Regions from separate parts of the Sus scrofa genome. Here all the other regions are linked to region 1. Evidence: chromatin contacts called from public Hi-C and promoter capture Hi-C data. All regions are on one chromosome and are shown on one strand. Each heading gives the region's core, a stretch centred on a gene start, on an enhancer-like site or on the middle of the called end of the contact. The rest is flanking DNA. Distances are from core to core; before and after follow the strand shown.

The links. Promoter capture Hi-C pulls out the DNA fragments that hold promoters and counts their contacts. A called contact is a pair of places that touch in the nucleus more often than the background predicts.
Region 2: a contact with region 1 is called in a Hi-C map of embryonic fibroblasts, with 1.9 times the contacts expected there. The contact joins the promoter of PLIN2 here to the promoter of RPS6 in region 1. A contact is called at or near these places in 2 of 5 promoter capture datasets (fetal liver and liver), 4 of 47 Hi-C or Micro-C datasets (embryonic fibroblasts, heart right ventricle, liver and 1 more) and 2 of 2 datasets of contacts at active chromatin or transcription factors (alveolar macrophages and skeletal muscle).
Region 3: a contact with region 1 is called in a promoter capture Hi-C map of fetal liver, with 2.1 times the contacts expected there. The contact joins the promoter of DENND4C here to the promoter of RPS6 in region 1. A contact is called at or near these places in 1 of 5 promoter capture datasets (fetal liver), 3 of 47 Hi-C or Micro-C datasets (heart right ventricle, liver and psoas muscle) and 1 of 2 datasets of contacts at active chromatin or transcription factors (skeletal muscle).

Annotation. Positions count from the first base shown.
Region 1 is chr1:203,442,491-203,446,124 of Sscrofa11.1, reverse strand. It overlaps RPS6 (40S ribosomal protein S6), which reads right to left and starts at 1,765. Exons shown (of 6, transcript XM_003121890.4): 1 at 1,631-1,765; 2 at 979-1,110; 3 at 266-476; 4 at 1-84. The coding sequence starts at 1,636.
Region 2 is chr1:203,682,248-203,685,881 of Sscrofa11.1, reverse strand. It overlaps PLIN2 (perilipin 2), which reads right to left and starts at 1,835. Exons shown (of 8, transcript NM_214200.2): 1 at 1,783-1,835; 2 at 185-236; 3 at 1-98. The coding sequence starts at 214.
Region 3 is chr1:203,599,311-203,602,944 of Sscrofa11.1, reverse strand. It overlaps DENND4C (DENN domain-containing protein 4C), which reads left to right and starts at 1,647. Exons shown (of 33, transcript XM_021063184.1): 1 at 1,647-2,055.

The sequences.
Region 1 (3,634 bases), core at 516-3,015:
AAAGTTTGCGGATCCTGCTAGCTCTTTTAGGCCCCAGGCGGCGAGGCACAGTGGTATCGGTGAGTCCAGGAATATCCTTCTCCCCTTAACGAGAAAAGTGATGAAAGTTTAGTTCAACAACTCCTTTACAAACAAGTAACCGAGATTGTTCAGGCATTGCTAAAAGAAGCCCACTGGTCAAACTGTGGATACTACAAATGAAAAAAAATCGGACAATCAGCTTTAAATTAGTGTCAATGAAAATTATCTCAAGAACAAGTCTCACCTTTTTTTACGATGACCAAATTGAGAACACTTAGATTGGCATCCACAATGCAACCCCGAACTGATTTGCGCTTTCTTTCTCCAGTCCTCCTTGGTCTGTAACAGGAATGCCCCTTACTCAGTAGCAGGCGGACTCGGCCATGGGTCAAGACACCCTGCTTCATGGGGAATCCTTGTTTGTCGTTCCCACCACTGATTCGGACCACATAACCCTGCAAAAGAATACAGCAACACATTACAGGACAAAGGATTGTGGCTTCTTTGAAGTACACCTTCAATTTTACAAGTACAGTTCATTAACACCAATTTCAAACTTAATCTTTTGCTCTGGTCACTAAATTTTGGCTATACTTCCAATTTGCCAAGTTCAGTTAACAAATTCCTTTCAATCAGGTCGTATTTTTAACCTGTGCTTTACCAGAACAGCTCCTGGGGACAAAAGATGTTAAAAAAAACAAAGTACCAAAGAGCAATAAATCAGGAAACAACCCTTCTTGGCACTTTCGAGGATACCCTTTGGAGAACATTAGTTCGTAGAGCAAGAACTGTATTTTTTAATTTGACCTACGTAACCCCTCCAAATGACAGCTCCACCTTGTAAAAGTGACATTTGGAACCATCTCAAGATCAGAAGACAGAACCCTACTGCGTTTACCAATTACCATTCTTTCTCTTAAATAGCTCTAACAATTCAATTCAGCAGTTAACTTTTACCTTCCATTCTTCACCCAGAGCGTCAGCAGCAACTTCTGTGGCCATGCGTTTCTCATAAAATGTACGAAGTTTTCGCTCATCGTCCACTTCAATGAGTTTTTGGCAGCCAGTGGCCGGGAAAGAGATGTTCAACTAATTATGAACGAGAGGAAAGGAACTTCATGAAAATCGCAGAACCGATACAAAAAGCATTTCATGTCACCCCTACAAAAACTGCAGAAAGGTTTCTCACCAATTTTACTCACTAAAGCACGTGTGTGCATAATCACCGTAACACCGTACTAAAAACAGGACACATTTTTTAGGCCTAGCGAAAAGAAGCCCGGGGGAAAGCGGCTCCGCAGCCGTTCGCTCTCTCAGAGCAAGGAGGCCGACCTACACGCCGCCAATAGGGCAGCAGCGCCGTCTCTATCCTGGCTTGGCGGCAGGACGCCACCATGGCGCTCCTCGAGCCCGGCACAGCTCCAGCTGCAATCGCTCGCCATCCGCTCTCCCAAAGAGCTCCAGCACCAGAAAAGCGATCCTTCTCCTTCCTCAGACCCTTCTCTATCTAGACCCAGAATTTTGAAGAGCTAAGACTCCGGCAACGTTGTGTCCGGGAGTTCGACCCACGTTCTTCAAGCCTGGCCCAACACTCTTCAGCAGTTTCTACCTTCATCCTCAAGCGGCCGACCGCCTCCGAGGCGCCACGAAAAAGAGATCCAACTTCCGCTTAGCCCAGGTCACATAGGCGCTTCCAGTTCTCGCGAGATGGTCGAACGCTTGGGATAGCGGAAGTGAGCGTGAGTGGGCGGTACTTCTGGGTGGGGGCTAAAGAGCGATTGGAAGATAAACTCCGCGGGCCGCTCTAGTGAGGCTTCCGGGTTTAGTTCTGAAGGTTAGAATCTCCATCACCTCTACTTTGCAGTGTTCTCCTCCCGTGGAGGGGAGACCTGCTCCGTCCCAGGCACTGCTTCTGATGATACCAAAGGAGAGCAGGATCTGGGCTCTCCTGGACCTCAGCCTCCTTCGGAAGATTTCCTCTTTAGGAGTGTTCCCTGCCCTGGTGCCGGCTGTTTAGAACAAGACGCTTTGAACGCTGCCATTTGTATTTTCCTTAAGCACTCGATCATCCGCTAATCCTCTAACCGCTCTGCAGTTATCGTTCTAGCACAGCAGATGCACTCTGCCACCCCGTCGCGCAAGCGGGTAACCTTAATTACCAAGTCCTGGTGCCTCTACATAAAGCATGAAGTCTCCCTGCTGTCTTGCTTCTGCGATCCTTTTAAAACGCAAAATTCTTTCACTCCCTTGCTAGCAATGCACCGTTTTCCGCTGCAGTGCTTTTCAAATTTCTTAACCTGACTTCACAGAAAATTTCCGCAGTCCCAAACTCACCTGTCGCTATTCCTTAATGCCCTACCAGTCTTTAAGATTAGATGTCTTTCCTAAGAGAAGCCTTTCCTAATCTCAAAACCAGAAATTGTATTCTCTAGTATAGCACTAGTTCCCTTTACAGTACTGTGTACTCATGATATATAAATGGTTTGCTTATGGTCTCTTTCGCCTCCTAGATGGTAAATTAGCCCAGGCTCATGACTTACCTTCACTGTGGTATACTCAGGAGGCGCCAAAGTGCATGGCATATAATAAGTAAGGCTCAGTAAATATGTGTTAAATGATCATAACCCTAGCTGTGATATGCATTAGTCTAGCAGAGTGTGATAGTATGGAGCCGACCAGCAGAGGGAGAATAAGTGTATTAGAGTAAATCTTGAATCAGTAATGATACAACTCTTAATAGAAGACAGATGTGGGAAAGACACAGTGCATTTGATAGTCCTCCAGAACATTCCTGGGAGAATGAGAACCCAGATCTAACGTCTATCTAACAGTACCCTGAAGGAACATTTATTATCTATTACATATTTACTTCATATTTTTCTTTTTTTTTTTTTTTTTTTTTGGTCTTTTTGCCATTTCTTGGGCCGCTCCCGCGGCATATGGAAGTTCCCAGGCTAGGGGTCTAATCGGAGCTGAAGCCGCTGGCCTACACCAGGGCCACAGCAATGCTGGATCCGAGCCGCGTCTGCGACCTACACCACAGCTCATGGCAGCGCCAGATCGTTAACCCACTGAGCAAGGGCAGGGATCGAACCCGCAACCTCATGGTTCCTAGTCGGATTCGTTAACCACTGTTGTTTTTTTTTTTTGGGGGGGGGGTCTTTTTGCCATTTCTTGGGCCACTCCCGCGGCATATGGAATTTCCCAGGCTAGGGGTATATTTTTCTTAAAAGACCTCTTGCATTCAAAATAAAAATATTTTCTTTCCAAGATTACATCCCATCTCTCAGATTTTATCAACTCATCTGTCAATGAACATTTGGGTTTTTCCTACCTCTCGGCTTTTGTGAATACTGCTGGTATTAACGTTAAGTGTGCATATATCTCTTCGAGACCTTGCTTTCAGTTATTTTGAATATATACCCAGAAGTTGGATTGCTGGATCATATGGTAGTTCTATTTTTATTTTTTTAAGGAACATCCGCTCTTTTTTCCATAGAAGTTGTACCGTTTCATAATCCCACTAGCAGTGCATAAGAGGTCTTTTCATGTATTTGAATTGGCTTGTCTTGATGTTGAATTTTAAGAATTCTTTATATATTCTGAATACTAC
Region 2 (3,634 bases), core at 586-3,085, 240 kb before region 1:
AAGTAGGGATACTGATCCTTTGTACTGATATAAGCCGAGGAGACAAGGTCATACGTGGAGCTCACCAAGGGTAGGTTGGCCACCCTTGTCACCACACTCTGCAACCAAGGGGGAGAGAGGTGTTAACTTCCAAAACACACGGGGGAGGTAACGGAATCAAGAAACAGCTATTTAAAAATCCTACCGGTTGTGATTCAACAGCAACGGATGCCATGTTTCTTCCTGGAGTAAGAAATCTGTGGAAGAGAAATTTATTTCAGGACATTGTAATAAGACTCTCCCCGAAGTTCCCGTCGTGGCGCAGTGGTTAACGAATCCGACTAGGAACCATGAGGTTGCGGGTTCGGTCCCTGCCCTTGCTCAGTGGGTTAACGATCCGGCGTTGCCGTGAGCTGTGGTGTAGGTTGCAGACGCGGCTCGGATCCCGCGTTGCTGTGGCTCTAGCGTAGGCCGGTGGCTACAGCTCTGATTCAACCCCTAGCCTGGGAACCTCCATATGCCCGCGGGAGCGGCCCAAGAAATAGCAACAACAACAACAACAAAAAAGACAAAAAAAAAAAAAAGACTCTCCCAAATTCCACCCCCAACCAAAGCAAAAGCTAGTTTCAAGCAAAGGAAGGAGAACAGAGATGAAGTTAAGGGTAGCTGGCACTTCTTCCCACCCTCTGACTCTCAGAACTCTCCCCTGGGTAAATACATTCCCAGATGCTTCGGAGCTCACGTGTATAATTCACCCACTTAAAGTGTACAATTCAATATTTTCCCCACCAGGACATTTGAGATGCCTTTGGAAGAGAACTATCTGTGGGCAAAAATGCTAACCAAGTAAAAATCCATGTTAAGGAGTTCCCATCGTGGCTCAGTGGTTAACGAATCCGACTAGGAACGATGAGGTTGCGGGTTCAATCCCTAGCCTCGCTCAGTGGGTTAGGATCCGGCCTTGCCATGAGCTGTGGTGTAGGTTGCAGACACTGCTCGGATCCGGAGTTGCTGTAGCTCGGGCGCAGGCTGGCGGCTGTAGCTCCAATTAGACCCCTAGCCTGGGAACCTCCCTGTGCCGCGGGTGCGGCCCTAGAAAAAGACCCCAAAAAAAAAAAAAAAAATCCATGTTAAAACTAAAGCTGCCTTTCAAGTAGAAGACGTCTTGGATAGTCAAGACGATCAAGAAGAAGCACTTTGAGGGGAATTTATTCTTTGTCAAAGGGCTGAAACTAGTTCAAAGGACATTAAGCACAGGAGAAACGGAGTGCTCCGAAGAACAGAAAAAATTTTCAGGACGCTTTTAAATGTCAACTTATTGTCCCCAACGACCCACAGCCACACCAAACAGCCCTACAGCTGAGCAGCAGAACTGGGAAGGAAGGAACCCGAACACCCTCTGTCCATCACTTCCAGGCCAGTAAGTTCACACTGCCGCCAAGAGTGTGTTTTACATGAAACAAGAACCACGCTGAAGGCCAGTATCAATAGGCCGGCATGTCACTGCGTACCCCCAGAAAATTCTGGCTTAAGACGATTTTCTCCCGCGTTTCCTTTTAATAATGTCCTTTCGGAACAAATGGAAACTGTTAACCCGCAACCAAGCCAAGAAGCTACAACCGCACTATAGCAGCGGCCAGAAAAGAAGCCTCAACCATCAAAAGCGAGGGTGGAAAGCGCAAGCCCAGGAGACCGCCCCTTCCCAGCCGGGGCCGGAAACCGCCGTGAGGCCGCGAGAGACCAGCCTGAAGCCCGCCGGCGCCGAGCAGCCAGGAGAAACCACAGAAAGAGGCGCACACCCACCGACCAGCAGCAAATTAGAGTCGAGAGCCCGGGAAATCAGCGCGGCAGTCAACAGAGCTGGGCCCTACAGCGCCTGGCTTTATAACCCGCCCCGCACCACGTGACCCGAGGCCTCTTGAAATCCGAGACCTTAGAGGCAGCTGCGCGCCTTTGGCGGGGGCGGGGTCTGTCCTGCGTTGGCGGGGGCCCTGCCTAAGTCAGGAGAGCTGAGGGGCCCAGCGCCCGGCAAAAATGCGCCAGCGCCTACGCAGGCGTAGTTGCTTTGCAAAAGGCGGTGGAGGAGTGTTGGGGACAGCCTGTAACTAAACTGTTGATTTCTATCAGTCCTCGGAGTAGAACTGTCTTTAAAAATGGTAACGGTGGCGTCTAGACTGTTACTTATAGCAAGGAAATAAGTCCTACAGTTTTGTGAAATTCCAACCCAGGAAGGATCTGTAGAGATTGCGGTTTTGCTGCTCTTTAGACTTTAAAATCAGTTCCTGGAGTTCCCGTCGTGGTGCAGTGGTTAACGAATCCGACTAGGAACCATGAGGTTGCGGGTTCGGTCCCTGCCCCTTGCTCAGTGGGTTAACGATCCGGCGTTGCCGTGAGCTGTGGTGTAGGTCGCAGACACGGCTCGGATCCCGCGTTGCTGTGGCTCTGGCGTAGGCCGGTGGCTACAGCTCCGATTCAACCCCTAGCCTGGGAACCTCCATATGCCGCGGGAGCGGCCCAAGAAATAGCAACAACAACAACAACAAAAAAAAAGACAAAAAATAAATAAATAAATAAATAAAATCAGTTCCTCAAACATCTGCCTAATTTAAAGTTGAATCGGAATTTCCAAAAGTTGTGAGACTACCCTCAGTCTCTTTTGTTTCCTCATCAAGACTAAAATCACCCTGGGGTGATTGCTGCCTATGTTTACTATGCAGGATGACCTCTTTTTTAAAAAGTTGTGGGTTATGCGTTTTCTTTTTAAATAAACAAATCATCAGGAGTTTGCGGGTTCGATCTGGCTTTGCTCAGTGGGTTAAGGATCCCGCGTTGCGGTGAGCTGTGGTGTAGGTCGCAGACGCTGCTCAGACCGTGTTGCTGTGGCTCTGGCTTAGGCCCGGCGGCTACAGCTCCAATTCGACCCCTAGCCTGGGAACCTCCATATGCCGCAGAAGTGGCCCTAGAAATGGCAAAAGGCCAAAAAAAAAAAAAGTTCCCTAGTGGGAGTTCCTGCTGTGGGCCCAACAGGCTCTGCAGCGACTTGCCAGCGCTGAGACATTGGTTGGATTCCTAGCCTGATACAGTGTGTTAAGGACGGGGTGGGAAGGATGTTGCCGCAGCTGCGGCTTGGATCTGATCCCTGGCCAGGGAACTCCATACGTGTCCAAAAAAAAAAAAAAAAAAAAAAAAAAAAATTTCTCTGGTGGCTCAGGAAGTTACGGGTCCCCTGTAGTCCTCCTGCTGTGGCTTGGTCACAGCTGCGGTGTGGGTTTCATACCTGGCCAGGGATCTTTCACATGCCACTGGCATGGCCAAAAATAAGAAACAAAGTCATCATCCTATGAGCCCCAGTTTTTTCTTGTGTAAAAGGCAAGGACTTGAACAAACTTGTATGAGCAAACAAGTTACGCAACCACCCCAAGCAGAAGAGGGTTTGTGTGGACCTTGCCACGGTGAATGGCTGGGGATCTGATGACATTGCCCCGGGGCCTCAGCCTCCCCAGTTCTCTCCTGGGGAAGGTAAAGGATAGAGGACAAATGGGAGATTCAGGGATTGCTGGCATCAGGTCCTCAGTCTCCAGGATGGGGGGGGGACTCGTGTAGGTGTGATGGTGTCGGAGCCTGGCAGGGAGTTTTGTTTGTCAAGCTATGGGGT
Region 3 (3,634 bases), core at 398-2,897, 160 kb before region 1:
TGGTTTCCACTGGGCTCAAAATGACTGCAAACTATTATTAAATACGCCTTATTTTTGTTGATGTGTATTACTGAATCAATTCTTACTGCTCACATGATTAGGGAAATAGTTTGCTATCAGCTGCAAAATTTATTTTAATTATTTTTATTCCCAGGCTAGGAGTCTAATCGGAGCTGTAGCCACTGGCCTACACCAGAGCCACAGCCATGGATCTCAATGCGTCTGCAATCTACACCCCAGGTCACGGCAACACCGGATTGTTAACCGGCTGAGCGAGCCTCATGGTTCCTAGTCGGATTCATTAACCATTTCGCCATGACGGGAACTCCTCAACTACAAAATTTAAACTATCCACATATGCAATAAGCTTCAGAAGTAAATGGACAACACGCTCCTCATGACTGAGGTTTAATCTCATACTTCTCAGCAAAAATACAGATTTAATGAGGATAGCAGTAATTCTCAGGAAAATGATCATTATGTATGTGGATACTCATTACATATGCACAAATCTTGACAGTTCTAATTCCAACCCGCCAAGGAATCTGTGGGGACACAAATTTTTTGTTGTCATTCAGAAGTAAAAAAGTTCTCCGAATTTGTTTCAAACTATTTGCTTCTTTCAGAATAACTAGATGTTATTTTTTTCATATATAATTACATATATAATTATTTCAAAACGCAGTTAATATCTTTCAAAATTTGTATTTAGGTGACTGACGATCAGGAGGCTACATTTAGTCAGGAGGCAGGAGAAGACTGAATTTTTTCTTTTCTTTTTTTTTTTTTTTGCTTTTTAGGGCTGCACCCAGCGCATATATGTAAGTTCCCAGGCTAGGGGTGGAATTGGAGCTGTACCTGCCGGCCTAGGCACAGCAACTGAGGATCGGAGCTCCTACACCACAGCTCCTGGGAACGGTGGATCCCCCACCCACTGAGCGAGGCAGGGATTGAACCTGCGTCCTCATGAATACTAGTCGGATTTGTTTTCGCCGCCTGCTCCACAATGGGAACTCCAAGATTGATTAAAGAATCATGTCCACATTCCAAGTTCCATCCCCAAATCTCGGCCGAGACAGAGACACCAAGCCCTGCCAAAGGCTCTCATGGGTCGCTGCAACCGGGAGGCGATTTTGGGAAGAGCCAGTCGCCTGGGTCTCTCTCCGGCCTAGGAGGCCCGCCCCTAGTCCGAGGTACGAATCCCAACTCCCACCTGGGAAGGAAACTTCTCTCCAGAAATTTGCATCCCTCTTGGCACTGTCCTCAGTGACTTTGAGCGACTCCGTGTCACCTTCGTGGTCTTTGAAAAACCCTACAGGAGCAGCCACTACCTGCCTGAGGCCAAGGCAATAAAGCCATACCACACAGCGGGAGTCTGAGCCCCGCAGAAAGGGGGTGCAAACAGTACCCGGCGCCTTTTTTCCCCTAGCTCTGTTACGGCTGGGACTCGCCGCGTGGATGCTCGCAGGCTGGCTGGGCTCTGACCCTGCGCTCCGCAGGAATCGGGAGGTAGGTGCTGGGGGAGGGGAGCAGTGACCAAGCGGCTTAAGCCCTCCTTGGGGGCGGGGCTCGAGCGTTGCCCCGCCCCCAGCGTCCTCCCATCCCCACCCCTCCCCCACGCCCTTTTCCACCGCCCCCGCAGTAGGAAAGGGAGAGGGAGGGGTGGAAGGAAAGTGCGGTTCTGTGGAAGGGGCGGAAGGAGGGGGAGGAAAAAAAGAAAAAGGGAACAGAAATATGGCCGTCAGCTGTCGGGGTGGCAGCGCAGCACGCAGCTCCTAGGCAACCCACTGCTCGCACCGCCAGCCTCTGGTGAACCGAGGCGCCGTAGCGAGCTTGCGCTCCCAGCCATTACCCCTCGCAGCAAGCGGCGCCCCTCGAAACCCAGCCCGAGAGGCGGCGCAGGCGCAGTTCGGGCCGAGGTGGCAGCGGCGGCGGCCGCCGCGGGAGCACGTCCCCCTCTCTGCCCTGCGGAGAGCGTCCAGGCCCGAAGCCGGTTCTTTCATGCCCCAGGAATAGGTTGTGCCCGGGTGGCGCTGAAGGAGGAGCGGGCGGCAGGTGAGTCTGCGGCAGAGGGCCTTTCGCAGAGGAGTCCTGCGCCGCGCGTCAGCCGGGCCCGCGCTCCCGGGCCGGGAGGGCGTTGGGCAGGTAGCAACTCGGAGGGCTGAGTTCCGAGGGCCAGCCAGCGGGGGGTCGCCAAAGAGGCGGAGAGTGGCGGGGGCTGGCATTCCCGGCCTCGTTTCTCCGCGATTTCCGGAGGCGTGGAGTCCCCGGAACCTGCGGAGTGTGAAGGGGAGAGGCTGCGCCAGGAAGGGCCTCCCCGGGTCTCGCTCGGGCTGCTGAGAGCCCTGGCGGTGCAAGGAAGCGCGAGGGGTTCGGGCCTTCTGGACAGCCAGGGAGACGGCCGCCTGGATGGGGGCAGGGGGAAAGGGGCTGGGACTGGGGCTCCCGAGGGGGTTGACATAGAGCGGATGAAGAGCTAAGGTTGGGGTCTCGAGAGTTGCTGGAAGACAGAGCGGGGCACCTGGGGACCTGGGCAGGTGTGCAGGTGGATTGAGGACGTTTCCTTATCCGCTTTAGCGTGGCGGATTCTCAGGGCTTCTTTGTTGGGGATGACTTTTAGGAAGGCAGGTTCCATTCAACTCTGAGTGAGTGACAAAACACAAATAAAACCAACTAAGGAGTCCCTAGTGCAGAAAAAAGCTGTAACTTTTTTGCATTGAGGATGCTGTCTTGTATCACTGAACTCTTTTTTTCTGATTCATAGACCTTTTCCTTGGAGATCGTGCCTCATCAGAATTAATAAGGAATGACCCGGTTTTTAAATACCCCCCCCATGTTTGTTTCACAGGAGGAAATTTAGATCAGTTACCCGAAGTTACTTGTGCAAACGTGAGGGAAAGAGTCATCTCCAGTAATGAACCCTCAGCTGTCTGTGTTTTTGCTTCAGAGAGATTGTCAAGCATTGTAGTCTGGGTAATTGATTTACTGAGCCTGCTTAATTGTGTGCAAACTCGTGTTAAGGTGTTCTCCCTAGACCTCAATTTACTGTAGGAGTAGGTCTTCCCTTCCCGTCTCCCAATTAAGAAGGTGAATGGTATAGTAAGATAGAGAACGTTAGTGCTAAGGCTATAAGTTTTCAATAAATACTTGATTTGAGGTGATCATATTATCTGAAATGCGAAGCGTTGTAGGATTTTAAGTGTACACGTGATAGGAGCAAAACTGGTTGTAAAAGGAAAACTTTCTGAACATGGAAGGTTATCTGCATTTACCATGAAAAAACCCCGCTCTATTTTATTTTTTGCCTTGTTCTTTGTATTACTGTTAAAAATTCGATAAACTGCCTTCTTGGTGTGAGACTGGAACTCGAAGATGAACTTAGATTTGTGTGCATGAGGTTAATCTCTCATATAGGCTTTCTTTGACTTGTTTTTCTAGTAATGGCCAACTCAATCCACACTTTCCCTTCATTGGCATCCCCTGTGGCCACTTTTTGCCACAGATGATTGCGATTAGGGGTCTATCTTTTGTATTAACTGATTTTACTGAACTGATAATGTCACTTGACTGGCCCTAGTACCTCATTTAGTCTACTGTTTAGACTTGTTTATTTGAATAATGGAAAAACTGTGAT